Linked DNA regions of Mus musculus: region 2 is linked to region 1. The links are chromatin contacts, called in public Hi-C maps. All regions are on one chromosome and are shown on one strand. The core of a region is the stretch at or near the end of the contact, and the rest is flanking DNA. Distances in the headings are between cores, read along the strand shown.

Region 1 (4,321 bases), core at 497-2,996:
AATCCCTGCCTGAGAAAAGGAAGCTGAGCCGAGGGAAGCTGTGCAGGAACAGTTTCAATTCCTTTCGATCCCTGCCTTAAGAAGTTTTTGAGAAGTTACTGGCTTAAAATGAGACAAATGATTATCTGACATTTCAGGAGGTCCGGCTCATGTTTCACATTATCCACCACTTCTGCCTCCCATCCTTGTGCTTTTCCCTTCCAGAGAACTTTAACATCTATTTCAGCCCCAACAGGTTTGATATAATCATGGCCATCTTCTCCTCTAGCACTTTAACCTAATGATGTTCACCAAAATCTATTTTGTCACATAAGATAACCCATCCAGGGGGCTAGACATGGGAATCTTTGGGGTCCATTCTTTGGTCTACTACCAACACTAAAGAAATAAACTTGGATGGGCTTTCCCACTCTGGATAAACATCCTGCCCATGTGGGAACTCTGCCTCAGTCTCCCTCTCTGTAAGTTAGAGAGAGAATGACACCCCTGCTCTGCCATTTATATCTATAAATAAAGTAGTTGTGGATTATTAAATAAAGGTTGTTGAATACGAAATGGTTATTATACTATGGATTGACATAAATTACGCCTGCATTATTCAATGGAGCCACTGCTATCGTTGAGTTCCGTAGGGGAGAGATTAGGGGAGCATCTATTAGATTCTGTAGTTAAATCGCACTAAATGGTTCTTAATAGCAATTGACTTTGCCTTCATTAGCATAGAGCAAGAGAACTCCCCCTTTAAAACACCATATACCCGGGGCCTCCTCCTGTCTTTGGAGTAATTGAAACGAAATAGAGATCCAGTAGCAACAACAGTGAGAGAGAAAGGAGAAATGCTTGCTGTGGTTTTCTGCGTTTGGTCTGCTGCAGTTAGGAAGAGGTTTGCCGCCTGTACTTAGCTTTTTCTCCCCAGGCTTGTGCTTGAGTGTCTGGCTTTTGAATGAGTATCTGGTGAAAGAAGGTGGGGAACTTGGACAGACAGGAAGGCTGAGAACTGGAGGACCCATTTGTTGGTCTGTCTTTACACTTGATGGAGCAGGGTAGAATATCAGGCATATCACAGGACCATTTTGCTCTTTGAATTCAGTCAATGTCCTTTAAAGTGGTCAAGAAGTCTGGTTCTTATTAGAGAGTGTTTTAGGAGGGTGAGACTTTAGCTCTCCCTGTTCAGGTGACCCACAGGTGCAAAAAGATTCCTGGGGAAGTTTGAGACCATGAAGCACCTTCTCTGAGACCTTGGCCTGTCAATGGCCAGAGGGGTCAGCTCTGCCTAAGCCAGATCCTAGACCTCCCAGAGTCTGAATATACCACAGTCAACCTTCCAACTCCACTCAAAGAGCCAGAGAGGGAAACAATCGGTATCTCATGGTAATGTCTTGAAATGGGTTTATAAAGGGTTCAGCCCTCAAAGGACCTGTGTCCAAGAAGGATTATTTTGCCACTAAACTGTCCCAGGTGGGAGCATCAAGAACAACTCCAGGCCTTGGGGCTTGGGGAATTAAAGGAGAGGGACAAACTCTGAAAATGATTATAATCCCATTATGCACAGCTTCTCCTATTTATTTCTTCATATGGATGAATTTGTATATATTTGCATTTTGTTCTATCTGATAATATGCATAGAATTCAAATTGAAATGACTTGAATAGATTTGAATATTAATGAGGCGTTTAAAGGCTGCCATCCCTGGCAGAGTCCCCAACAAGGGAATGTGCCAGGCAGAAGCTCAGATCTGTCCTCCAGCATGCCAACAGAAGCCTGCAGGCACAGGCTGGGAAACACCCTGAGGATAGACTGCCCCTGGGGTAGAGCTGAAGGGTGCCCCAGTGCTCCGGGCCTGGACTCTTTCTACACTGAAGGGGCCATTGAGCTTGTGAGCCTTGAGGCCTTAGACATTCAGACACAGGTTAAATAGCACTGTAAAAGGCAAGCTATTTTCCAGACATGCTTAACTGATCTTCCCTCAGGGAGTCAGGTGGTAGGGAACAGGTTCTTTTCAGAGAACCTTTCTTCAGTGCCCCTAAAGGTGCTAGGCCTCTTCTTCTTACATCTAGAACACACATGATTCTTTTTTGTTATCTTCCAACTAAAAACAGCCATTAGACTGCATGCCCAATGTGGGTCTGAAGGCTACAGAACTCTGCTAAGAAGTCAGCCTATGTGTGTGCTCTTTCACAGCAGCATGTTAGCACTATTCAAGGGCCTGCTTTAGCCAAGGGCTGAACTTTAAGAATAAAAAGAGAGAATGTCTTGTAAAACTAAAGCGACCATTATAATTCAACTGGTTATTTTCTTTTTAAGTTTAAAAAAAAAAAAGGGTAATAGGTCATTCCAAGATGTGGGTCTGTGATATGAAGCTTTAAACATTAAAGTCTGCATCAAAAATTTTAGGCCATAGATAGGTAGGTAGGTAGGTAGGTAGGTAGATAGATAGATAGATAGATAGATAGATAGATAGATAGATAGATAGATAGATAGATAGATGTGTGTGTGTGTGTGTGTGTGTGTGTGTGTGTGAAGACATTGTTTATAGTAGCATTTTCTTAATTAAGGTTTCTATTGCTATGAAGAGATACCATGTTCACAAGTAACTCTTATAAAGGAAAACATTTAATTGGGAGCTGGTTTAGAGTTTCAGTGGTTTAGTCCATTATCATTATGGTGAAAAACATGATGGCCATGCAGGCAGACATGGTGCTGGAGAAGGAGCTGAGAATTCCACATCTTGATCTGCAGGCAGGAAAAGGAGACTGTGAACCACACTGGGCATAGCTTGAGCATATAAGACTTTAAAGCCTGTCCCAACAATGACCCACTTCCTCCAACAAGGGCACACCTACTCCAACAAAGCCACAACTCCTAATGTGCCATACTCTCTATGGGTCTATGAGGGGCCATTTTATTCAAACCACTACAACCAGGTAGTTATTTAAATAGTATTAATGTTAGCCTATAGAGAGCTAAATATACTACATTCATTTCTAAAAATTATAACTTCTTGGCGATCCTTAAGTTGTCCTTCTTTTATCCAAATTGGCTCTTGTCTAGTCCCAAGTTCACTTTCTTAACACCACTCTGATAGCAAATTTTAAGAGTAACAACAAATATGTACCTGTAGGCCATTCTATTTTCTGCTCTATGATGCTCTCTTGTGTACACCTTGATGGCTTCATTGTAGTATTCGGAAAAGCAAACTCATGATTTGTTTTCCCATTGTCTGAATTCTGTCAGGGGACATCATCATATTCCTAACACTCAGCTCTTCTATTAGAGCCCCTTTCCTATCCCATACCCGGTCATTTCTCTATCATGACACCTATTTCTCTGGATCTTTTCATTTTTCTTCCATTGCCTGAGTAAGCTTCTCATCTTCCCAACTTGGAACATCTCATCCAGTCCCCCATATTCCCCAAGTCACCTACGACCATGGTTATTCTTCACTACTTGTGTCTTCCTAGAACACAAGTGAGAGATGACCCTCTCTTAGGAAATTCATTTACTACTTGTTGCCTTCCAGGCAACACCCCATGGAGGAAACCTTAGATCATACCTTCATCCCATATGGAAGGTCCTCCACCTCTAGTACCACCTACTTCCAGCATCCCTGACCCCTTTCTTGCTCTCCAAATTTCACCCCCCCCCCAAAGAAAAACAAATAAAAATTTGTTTCCCTGGATGGGCTGTGTGCGGTCTTTGTTCATGCTATTCCTTCAGGCTAGAATAGCTTTTCCTAATCATTTGTTTAAGTATTGCTCACACGCCAAGGCTCCACTTAGATGTCACATCTTCCATGAAGCCACCTCCTAGTTCCTGCTCACTCATTTTGTTTTTTCTTCTCCCTGGATGTACTGTATCTATTCTTCTGCATCATGTGTTCAGTCCCATAACAGCTTGATGTTTACTTGATGCCTTTCCAACTCAACTGAGAGCCCTACAAGGAGAGAAACTGTTTCGACATTTATTGTATCATCCCATCATCTTTGACAGTGCTCAACACTGTTTTATAAATGAGTAAACAAAGAAGCAGAATGTTCCAGCATTGCACGTGCCTGCTCTGGTTCTCGGCAGTAACTCTTCTATTCAGTTTTTGCCCCCTGGATTAGTTATTCTTTGTCGTGATAAAATACCTGACTAAAGCAATTTAAGGAAGAAAGGGTTTAATTTGTTTCACAGTTCAAAGATACAGACCATGATGGTGGGGAAGTCCTAGATAGCATCAGGATCTGCAGGCAGCTGATCACATCATCTCTACAGTCATAAGGAAGCCATGATGAACACTGTTGCTCAATCCTCTAACCCCTTGGTAATATTTAGTTTA
Region 2 (4,705 bases), core at 1,812-4,311, 140 kb after region 1:
TAGAAATATCAGTTCTTATTCCTGTTCCCCCTATTTGTACCATTTTAGCCCCATGCTCAGTTCCTGGCACCTGGTAGGTCTTTGTGAATGAATGACTATGTAAGTTAACAAGTGGGAAATTCCAAAGTCTGAGGTGGGGTTATAACCCAAAGGTTGTAAGTAACTATGGGGCAAATGAAAGAGTAGTTCTATGTGCCCAAAAGCTTTGAAATTACATCTTGTAGACAAACTGTTACTACTACCTCTGAGCTAGATTATTTCTTTATTACCTTATTTGTATGTCCTAAGTGTGTGTATGTGCACCAAGTATGTACTTGGAGGTCAGAAATGGGTCTCAGATCTAGAGTTGTGTGCTGTTCAGTGTGAGGTACTGGGAAATGAACCTGTGTCCTCTAGAAGATCAGAAAGGCCTCTTAACAGCTGCCCTAGCCCCTGAGCTGGATCTTTCAGGTCTGCTGAATATAGCTAAGTGAATACTGGTCTAAAACATTAGCAAGCTCTTTCCAATCAAACAAGAGAGAATAGAAAAAAACTATTAATTCATGGGTGGCTCACACACCAATTCCCTTTCACATCTGTTTCATGTCATAGGACTTTTGCTCTGTGCTCTTTTATGAGTTGCAGAATATCCCTCTTGGCTCAGTCAGTGCCCTGTGATGTCTCTCATGTATCTACCTACAACTTAGCTCAAGCTGGCCTGGACCATAGAGCTATGACTTCCTCCTGCCTCCACCTTACTGTCTCCTATCTAAGAGCCTTATCCCACTCTATGGAAGCCCCCTCTGCCTTCAAGTTGACGTCTGCCAGAGAGCAACCACTGCAGGGAAGCCACCTCAGTCAGTGAGAGACAGGGAACCTACAGATAAACCCTCCAGCTTCCTGTCACCTGAGGATGAAGGTGACATTCTGCACACTAACTGGGAGATCCAGGGAAATTGCAGCCGTGACCTCAGTAACATTTCTCCTGCTTGCGTCTCCTCTCTCCCCTTGCTCTCCTGTTCCTTTCATGTCTATTTCTAGTGACCTCCTCCCAGGCTACTCATCTTCCCACCACTACTCTCAGAGGCACCACATCACTCCTTCTGATCTTAAAAACTAAATATAAAGAAATAAAATGGAATTCTTAGAGCATAGACATCTAAACAGAGACCCTTTCAAAATCCTTCATGTCAGAGGCTGCCTCTGCTGGAGTATTCTTGAGAGGGCCTACACAACCTGTCTGCTAGGGTGCAGAAGATTAGCAGACCAGGTCATCAAGGGCAGGTGCCACCTAAGGACTGATGCTTCCCTGAAGATGACACTTTTGGTTCCCACTTATCTCCCCAGTACTCCCCCTGTTCTTTATAAACCATGTTAGACAGCTTTGTTTGCTACCTAAATGGCATTATGTTAAACTGCCACCTCCTAGGAATTGCAGCCCCCTTGTGGGCAGCACCCTTGTGTGCAGCCCCTTTGTGCAATGACCTCCAAGATCCCTGTGCAGGGGAGAGAACTCTACATAGAGAAAGCCACCCCAGCTGAGGCCAGGAGACTAACCTTATTTGATGGCTTTCCCAGTCACCACCTCTACCCCTCCATCTCATCAACTGGCCAGCACATCCTAGACTTAAGTGGAGAAACAGTACCCATCCTATGGGGTAGATGCAGAGATAGCTAGGACTCCGCATGTTACTACAGGCAGTATAATGTGTAGCAAGCCGGAATCTGTGATGAAGCATTGGATGCTTAAAACTGCTTCAACTAAATGAGTGTTTACTGCTGTATTTAGTGCTGTACTAAATGTTTCACATTGCTTACTTCATTTAATGCCCATGGTAATCCTTTGAGAGGAGTAACAGTATCTGCATTTACTGAGGAGAAACTAGGACAGAAAACATAAGGAATATTACTCCCTGGGGGTCACAAAGCAGCTAAGATTGAACCCTACTTGGTGTAATTCCTCAGACCCATTGCTCTGTTCACTGTACAAACCATTGGAATTGTAGGCACTGAAGAGAATATGACCAAAACAGGACCAGTTCAGCCTTTGAGGCAGTTCGTGCAAATAGAAGAGAATCAAGGCACTATCCCTTGCAGGACGCCTTCCTACACCTGCAACAGCTTCAATTTCTTCAGGTGGAAGGAAAAGCAAGAATACACATCAAAAAAGGGTCTTCAGCTCCAACACAGCTACTCCAGTAGTGAGCATTGCAGCCATACGCTGACGTATTAGCTATCCTTTAGAATGAGTTTCAAAGCCGTTTCAAATGAAACTCCTCTAAAGTACATTGCTATTTTCATCACCTCCAAGAGGTGATTCTCGAAACCAAGCCAACTTGCTCAAAGCAAGAATTCAATAAAATGTCTTCGTCTTGGAAAGGATTCAGTGAATCTTTAATATCTGGAAACTTGGACGGCCGGATGGTACTTTGCTCTTCTGCATTATTGATCTAAATATGAAACAGGAAAGTAGGGAAACACAGACTAGGTTAAAGGTAGCCAGGGTAGGGAGTACCCCATAAACAGAGCAAGGAACCCCCTATAGGCCAGGGCTTACCATAGTAATACCTACAGAGTGAGATGGGGTGAACCCCACTATTAGCTCAAATTTCAGCTTAACAGCTCTCGTACTGAAGCCAAACATTGTCCTTTGCAGAAGGATCATAAGTGAAATGTCCTCATGACTCATGTGGCTTGCAGGGGAGCATGGTAGACACTGTGATAGACACCCGTCCATTGCCAGCCTCAGTATTCGGTTCCCGTCTCTCAGCTTGTTCCTAGGAAGGGTAGGAACGGTGGGATGGGTGGAAACCCTGTAGGCTTGTACCTTGCGGCAGAGCAGACACATGGCTTTGAAAGGGAGCCAGCCTTTGCGCTTCACACCGTCTCCCGACACATCCAACAGATATTTCCCAGAACATTCAGTCCTGGAAGTTCAAAGTAGAAACAGCGTTTGAAAAAAAATTGGAGGAGATTCAGAGGAGAGAAAGAATGATGATCCAAAGGCCAGAGAGACAAAGGGACCCATTTAGTAAACAGCAGTAGAGACTCTAGCTAATGGGTGGTTAGAGGATAATGGGGAGAAAGGAGGCTGAAGGAAGTCAGCATAATGAGGAAGTAGACTGTGTCTCCGGTCTATGGTACACTCAGGCTTATTTACTCATTCTGCAGCTACTGAGCATCTACACGGTGCCAGGCAGTTAGGTGGCAAGGAAGCAAAGGTGACTGAAACAAGACAGAGAGTGTGCATTCACGTCTAGTGAGAGCAACCAACCTTAATAGTCACACAGAAATAAAGACCGACTTGCCACAGTGACAAAATGTTGCATGATGTACTCAGAGCTGTGGGCAAATCCCACAGGTGAAAGTCTCTTCAAGGGAAGTGCCTCAGAGATGACTACGAGGTACCAGGTACCGTAGTTCATCAGGCCCGAGGACGGGAGCAGTGCTCCCCAGACCTTCCAGGATCTGCACCAGGGGAAGCAGCTAGAACATACTAAACTCAAGTGGGGAGAAAAGAAAGGAAGTTTCTTAATGAAACAAAATGTCCTCAGTGGGGCTGCAGGATGCAGGAGACAGAAGGAAATGATGACTAAGTCTATCAACCCAGTATCCCTAGGCAAGTCAGAAAGGGTTCTTCACGCCCTGCAGGGAGCCTCACTCTGTGCATTGACAGGGGGAATTCAAGACAGTCAATAATCTTGGGAAGAAAAAAAATCACACAGCAGTATCCTAATGTTCCCCCTTAATAATAAAACCTACAACTTTTCCGATAGTAACAACAAGTGACTTGTGACTTTGCCGCCTATTAACATCACAGGTATTTTCACATTGCCTCTCTGTTTTTGTAGAAATCTCATAGTCTTGGTTATCTCCTTACCACTCGAAGTTACACAGGTTGTTAGAGCTGTGGGGAATATTGCTTGCGTGTTAGATTAATAATGAAGCAGGTGTTCTACTGCACCTCAGCCCTAAATATTTTTACAGTTGTATTTCAGTATCCTTGCTTTCATTTATAATTAATTGTATTTTGTTTTACATCTTAAAGCGTTACTGACAAAATGGCCCCCAGAGTGCCCACGCATGTGTCTAGAGGACAGAGGACAGACTCAGGTGTGGTTCTGCGGGGCTGCTTCTCTTTCTTCCGTTTCAGACAGGGTCTCTCATTGAGTATGGGACCCACCAAGTCTGGCTGACTAATGAGCCCCAAGGATCTACCTCGCTCTGCTTTTCCCGCTACAGGGTTACAAGCACTTTCCAACATCACACTGAACTTTAGATAAACAAACAAGCAAAAGACATGGATTTAACTCATGTCTTCCTGCTTGCATGCCTAGCACTTTACTGAGTGTGTCATCTCCCCAGCCCTCTAAGCCTAATTCCATGGGACATCTTTCTTAAATCCAGAAACCCTACTCTGTTGCTCTAGCTGGCACCCTATTGTTTGCGGACACTCTGCTGGGATTCAGAAGTCTGGTAGTTATACCTGGAACCTATGTTCAAAGCTATGTGTGACATAGGTCGGTTGTTGATACCCTTTGATCTCTGGTGCCTGACCTACAAAGCTGATAGCTTAATGCCTGGTTACCTTACGGAGCTGTGGCAGAAATGAATGAGACCAGCCAGTCACGGAAAGCACTAGGAGAGGCAGGTACTACTCCCTGGACCTGTTCTGAATTCATCCCAGGCCTAGGACTCTTCAGCTCATTTGCAAATCCAGACACCA

The links. Hi-C and Micro-C count contacts between places; a contact is called where the count stands out from the background.
Region 2: a contact with region 1 is called in a Hi-C map of neural stem cells, with 7 times the contacts expected there. The contact joins two enhancer-like sites. A contact is called at or near these places in 1 of 39 promoter capture datasets (hippocampal neurons), 56 of 484 Hi-C or Micro-C datasets (the C2C12 cell line, the HL-1 cell line, astrocytes and 28 more) and 3 of 115 datasets of contacts at active chromatin or transcription factors (acute myeloid leukemia, embryonic limb bud and forebrain).

What each region holds. Positions count from the first base shown.
Region 1 is chr9:34,505,620-34,509,940 of GRCm38.p6, forward strand. All of the region lies in intron 1 of Kirrel3 (kirre like nephrin family adhesion molecule 3), which reads left to right. Among named protein-coding and RNA genes, the nearest start is that of Kirrel3, 19 kb to the left of the region's middle. Within about 2 kb of position 1,747, at least 12 of the 459 cell types and tissues checked have an H3K27ac peak or open chromatin away from gene starts, as enhancers often do. A contact at or near this core is called in neural stem cells, where this site is marked.
Region 2 is chr9:34,647,705-34,652,409 of GRCm38.p6, forward strand. All of the region lies in intron 1 of Kirrel3 (kirre like nephrin family adhesion molecule 3), which reads left to right. Among named protein-coding and RNA genes, the nearest start is that of Kirrel3, 160 kb to the left of the region's middle. Within about 2 kb of position 3,062, at least 4 of the 459 cell types and tissues checked have an H3K27ac peak or open chromatin away from gene starts, as enhancers often do. A contact at or near this core is called in neural stem cells, where this site is marked.